Linked DNA regions of Hordeum vulgare: region 2 is linked to region 1. A link is a contact called in public Hi-C data. All regions are on one chromosome and are shown on one strand. Each heading gives the region's core, a stretch centred on a gene start, on an enhancer-like site or on the middle of the called end of the contact. The rest is flanking DNA. Distances are from core to core; before and after follow the strand shown.

Region 1 (3,060 bases), core at 238-2,737:
CGATCATTGAGTTAACTGGAAACTGTTTCGAGACCATGCGGTTAATTGGGAGCTGTACATGTTTTGCAAGCATGGCATAGGTCAATGAAACAGAAAACAGTGGTTGCATTTACACATGTTTTTGAAGAAGTTTTCATGGAGAGGCTGGTTTACACTGGATACTGAAAATGCACAGTTAATGGATTGAAAACTGAACTTGTTGAAGCGCAACTGTGCCAACGGCCAAACACAAAGGAACCATACGAATTTTCATAAATATAATGCCTATGGGTATGGCAATGAGAAAATTGGTAAGATCAAAAAAATATGAAATCCACAGACAACAATAGGTCGAGGGTGATGACTATCCACCATCAAATATCACAAAAAGGCTCACCAGTAAAGTGATGACAAACTATGTGTGCATCCGAGGATGCAGAGGCTGGGAGGCTCTCCTTCCTTTTCGAAAAACAAAAGCGAGCCGATGTATAAGTCCATTTAGGAGGTAGAAAATGCCAGTTTACAAAAGAGGAACATATGACTTGGAGGAGGAGAACACAAGTACTGAAAAACCAATCAACCTCAAGTTTTGGATTCTTCCAGAAAGATTTTGGCTGTATCATGGTATCGGGCAAGTAACAGCTACTCCCTAAAGAAATATAAGAGCGTTTATGTTTCTTTACAGAGGGAGTACTTCCTTTGTTCACAAATATGAGATGTTTTGGATATTTCAGTCTGGACTACATAAGGACTGAACTGAGTGGACAAACACACTGAAACATGTCTATATACATCCGATTCAGAAAAAGTCAGAACAGCTTATATATTTGTGAACGGAGGGAGCATATAAGAACAAACGAATCCACAGTAGTACTATCCATCTCATGCTTGCAATTAGCAGCAGTCCAGTCAACTGTTCGCCAAACGCAGACTGTAGCCTAAACACATGGCAGTGTAACAAGGAGGCACAAGGGCAGTGTGCAGTCACCTGCTGCGGCGCATTGTGGCCGGGCGGAGCGCGGAAGACGTCGGCGTCGAGCGGCATGTCGATGGCCTGGCCGAGCAGCCGCCGGTAGTCGCTGGTCTGGCCGGCCCGGCAGGCGACGCCCAGCAGCAGGACGGCGCAGGCGACGGCCAGGGCCGCCGCGCCGATCCGGTCCGCCAGCCTCATTCCCGCGGGGCTCTCCTCCTCCTCCTCTGCTCCGCGCCCTGGTTCTTGGCTTCCTTCCTGGAGGTTGCACTCCGGGGACGGGAATGGGATCGCTTGTTCGATTTCGTGGCCGGTAAATAAAGATGGGTCAAAGCAGGAAGGGGGCGGGGGATATGGAATATGCTCGTCCGGGGTGCCAAGAAACGAAATCGGGGATGGCGACCGCCGGAGAGCATTGATTGATTACTTCATGGCGTCAACCTTGAACACGCACGCGGGTTGAGGTTGGGGTTGAGGTTGAGGCAGGAGGGGGCGGCGAGGTTGGGATTTGGCGGCGATTGGGAGCCGCCAAGTGGAAAGCGTGGGCCGGATTTTGGACAAGAACTTCGGTTATTTTACTATTTTATTTTTGCAGGCAAAGACCTTCGAATTGTACGTAATTGTTTTCTGTACACAATTTGTAAATTCAAAAGAATCTTTTTTGCGGAAAAAATCAAATGAGATTAAACAAACTCAGATTCTGCAGGATTTGAATGGGCGTGAAACCGCATTTATGTATTTCTACAATCTTGCGAATCAGAGAGGGCCTAAAATGATTGCTTCGTTCCGAACTTTCCATAAAGGGTGAATGAAAGTCGCTTTCACTGTAAGGAGAAATAAGTATCACTCGGAGGTAAAGAGATTCTAATTGAAAACGTGTCACGATCAATTCTTGTATTGTATATGCTGTGTCCGTTTTTAAACTCAAGAGAACCACATATGTTAAGCATTGGCTTCGCGCAAATTGAGTTTTTCTAATAGAGAACGTGGTCATGGTTTTCCATATATGTACTCATTCAATTTAGCAATGTTTGATAATCCACTATCAGAGTTGTGATTGTTTTTCCTGAATCATGATATATTGAAGGTGGTACCCAAGAGCGATTCAATGTTTACTTAGCAAATCACAGTTGTCGAGATCTCAAAGTTAAATGGGGATATTTGTAGGATTGAAAATGAAGATAGCATTTTACTTGGGAAGACCCTGAAAATTCTTAGGGACACACATATGTGTATCCAGTTACAACCGTTGTTCTACCTCACGTTCCAAAAACTTGTTTCAACAGAAAATTTCTAAAAAGAGAAACAATAAATTAAACATGTCATACAACACAATATACATGTTCATCTCGTACTAAATTTGCGATATTGGGGGGGGGGGGGGGTTCAAAGAGCTAGAGTCAAAATGGCGCCTTTCGTATATGTCTGCCTTCGGGGGGTGGGGGGGGCTAGATGCCCGACTTTTGAGATAAGTAGTAAATTGAGTAGGTCTTGTAAGAAATGAAACATGTCAAACCTATCTAAAAAACAATGTCAATCATTAGTTCATTACCACTAGTAAGATAAAGCCCGAGGCCAATCTTTGGGTTGTTGCGGGCGCTAAGCATACAAGATATTTGAGGCCCCAAGAGTAGAAACAATGTCTTGACTATTCATCGATTGCTTTTGTAACCTGTAAAATCTTCTTAATTAAGGTGATAGGGAAAAAGATTTTTCCTAGAATACATAGGGCAAAGTGTTTGTCTCCTCAAAAGAAATGTCATTATACTCCACCTTCCCCCCACCCCCACCCCCTCCCCGGGATCAAATCAGATATCCATTTTTTCCTTTAATTTTCCAGAAAGGATGTAGAAACCCCCGGCCTCAACATCAAAACGATGTACACAACCCTTTTTTATATTAATTATTCGACAAAGCCTTACAAAGTAGTACATCAATAAGTCTGAAGTCATTTTCTAGTAACATCTATCGCTACTGCTACCAACATGATGAAGGAGATGCACATGACCAGGGCCCTCTACCCAGAGCTCACACCAATTACCAGCATCAAAATTCGGAGACCTCAACCAAGCCGCCCAACGACTGATTGGTGGCACAAATCGAACCAGTGG
Region 2 (2,915 bases), core at 282-2,781, 350 kb after region 1:
GTCCTCATCACCTCGTTTCCCGCAGGAATCAATGCGAAGGTTGCGCCGCCGGTCAGCCTTCCATTGATTCTTCGGGCGGCGCAGTGAAGGCGTGCGGCGACGCACGTCCCGTCGGTTCCTGCCACGCGTTCACACGGCGCGGCACCGTGTGCCCGCCCCTCCTGTGGCAATATAAGCTGCCCTCTCCCCGCCGGTGGCCACACACGCCTCTCTCGTCGATGCCTCACCTCTCCTTCTTTGCCGACGCCTCTCCTCTCCTTCTTCGCCACCGGCGCCTCCCCCTCCTTCCCAATGGATGAACGCTACCCCGACGATGGAGCAGTAGCCAATGGCTTCTACCGTCGCCACCTTCGTGAGGATGAGGCCCGCCTCCTCTACGAGGCAGACTACCCATCGCCACCGGACATGCGGGTGCGGGGGTCATGGAGGCTGAGCACCAGCGGTGTCCTGGTGCCGCCACGACCCTGTGGAGCTGAACGGCGGGCGGAGGTCGCGCGCATCCGTTCTAGGTTGCCGGAGAACGCGCATAACCTCCCTGCTACTCCCCCGACAGCAACACACTGTGGGAGGCGTACTTCGATCGTCGGCATGCCGACCAGCTCGCCGCCACCAACGGGGTCGATCCACACGATCGTCACAACTCCGAGGGCCGCTGACAATAGCGGGGTGTCCCCGACCACGCATTGGAGGTCGTCCTCGAGCACATCGAGGGTGGCAACTCCCCGAGGTACGAGTACCCGTCGCCACCCGCGTTCTCCCGCCGCCGCGGCAGTTCCTGGACGCCGAGGAGGATGGAGACGGCGACGTCTTCGTCGTCTGGCTCCCGCTCCTCCCCGTCGCTGGCGCTCCTCCCCGTCAAGCCGGAGCCGCCGACATCGTCATCAACGAGGCCGACGCCTCCTCCCGTCTCGTCAGGACGAAGACAGAGCCGGGTCTCCTCCCTGTCAAGCAGGAGCACCTGGCCATGGCCGCCGCCGACGAGACCGCCATCAAATGGGCGCGGAACGACTACGCCCGGGAAGAGATGGAGTGCGAGCGTTGCGCCCTCGAGGAGATCGTCGCCCGGCACCGCAACCGCGAGGAAGGCGGCGGCGTCGTCCTTGACGACAGCGACGAGGAGGCGTCGAGACCCTCCAATCCCGCTCGCCACGGCGACCCAGGGCAGGGATGCAGCAGGGCCGGCGGCGGACCTCACAACGGCGACAACGATGACAATGACTACACAAATTTCTACAAGCTCCTCGGCATGTACAAGGCAGTGGAGTCGGGCGGCAGCGGCGAAGTAGTTTACTTTATTTATGTTTAATGTTTAATTATGTTTTATTTCACTTTTGTATAAATTTCAATGAAAACTATGAATTTTCGTCGAATTTGAATCGGTTTTGACAGAAATTTGAGCAAAAACAGTTCGGGACGACCTTTAGTGGGAGGGGCGACTGGAACCCACGCTCCCTTCCCAAGCCGATTTTTTCGCCGGTGCGGCACCAGCCGGCGCTATTTCACGCCCTGGGCGCCCAACAGCTGGAGTTGCTCTAACTGAAACGAACGTGCATCTTCTGGTAAGCAATCTCCCTCCCCCCGAATCCCGATCCCCTCCTGGATCTCGCCGCGCGTCCGAAGCCACGATGCCCGCCGCGGCAGCCTCCGGCGGCGGCGTGGCCGACGCCGAGGAGCTTTTCCGCACCAAGCGCGTCGCGGAGATCCGCGAGGTGGAGGCCGCCACCCGCCGCGAGATCTCCGCCAAGGAGGAGGAGCTCCGGCAGCTCGTCGGCCGCAGCTACCGCGACCTCCTCGACTCCGCCGACTCCATCCTGCTCATCAAGCAGTCCTCGGACGCCATTTCGGAGAACCTCTCCCGCGTCTCCGACTCCCTCTCGTCACTCTCCCCGCCCGCCGAGGCCCCGAACGCCAGCGCTTCGCCCTCCTCTTCCGGGGGCCGCGCGCGGCTGTACGCCGCGGCGGCCCGCGCCAAGTACCTGGTCGACACGCCCGAGCACATCTGGGGCCGGCTCGACGAGGGGATGCTCCTGGAGGCCGCGGGGCGGTACATGCGGGCGCAGGTCGTGCACCGCCTGCTCTCCCGCGACGCCGCCGCGGCAGCGCGGTTCCCGCTGCTCGCGCACCAGGCGCAGCTAGTGGAGGCGTTCCGGCCACAGATCGCGCAGCGCGCCCGCGAACGCCTGACCGACCGTCGCCTCCCTGTCTCGGCCCACGCCGACGCACTCGCGGCTGCAGCGGCGATCGACGCGCCGTCGCTCACCCCGTCCCAGGCGCTCCTCCTCCTCCTCTCCTCTCGCCGCGCCTGGATCTCGCAAGCTCTGACCGTGCTTGCCTCGGATCCGTCCTCCTACACCTCCGTGCTCTGCGATGTCGCCGGGATCGTTCGTGTCACTCTCGGCCACGTCGGGCAGCTATTTGTGCCTGCGCTCACCGACTTGCCCATGTTCTACAAGACCGTGCTCGAGTCGCCGCCCCCTGCACAGCTGTTCGGTGGCATTCCAGACCCCGACGAGGAGGCACGGTTATGGAGAGAGCACTGGGATCAGCTTGAGGCTACCATGGTGCTACTTGAGCCGGATACTGTGGCACGAACCTGTACAGAATGGCTTAAGGAATGTTGCGATGAGATGTTTGGTGTGATTGCTGGGTCGCAAAGGCTAGTCGATGCTATCGGTAGTGGGGTGGGACTTGGCTCGGCACAAAGGCTCATTCGTGAGAAACTAGATGACAGAACAGGACTGGAAGGGAGTTTGGAGCAGTGGCTGAAGAGTGTGTTTGGATCAGAGATTGAATCCCCATGGGATCAAATCCGTGGGTTAATCTTGAAACAAGGAAAGGATATTTTTGAAGACTGGATGGAGGAAGCATTTGTGCAACGGATGAAGGACATTGTGCATTCAGAGTTTGATAGCTTG

Evidence for each region. Hi-C and Micro-C count contacts between places; a contact is called where the count stands out from the background.
Region 2: a Hi-C map of leaf shows a contact between it and region 1, with 3 times the contacts expected there. The contact joins the promoter of LOC123444554 here to the promoter of LOC123444552 in region 1. A contact is called at or near these places in 2 of 6 Hi-C or Micro-C datasets (leaf and seedling) and 1 of 1 datasets of contacts at active chromatin or transcription factors (embryo).

The regions. Positions count from the first base shown.
Region 1 is chr3H:508,175,768-508,178,827 of MorexV3_pseudomolecules_assembly, forward strand. It overlaps LOC123444552 (purple acid phosphatase 2), which reads right to left and starts at 1,488. Exons shown (of 8, transcript XM_045121317.1): 1 at 968-1,488. The coding sequence starts at 1,150.
Region 2 is chr3H:508,521,674-508,524,588 of MorexV3_pseudomolecules_assembly, forward strand. It overlaps LOC123444554 (conserved oligomeric Golgi complex subunit 1), which reads left to right and starts at 1,532. Exons shown (of 6, transcript XM_045121319.1): 1 at 1,532-2,915. The coding sequence starts at 1,626.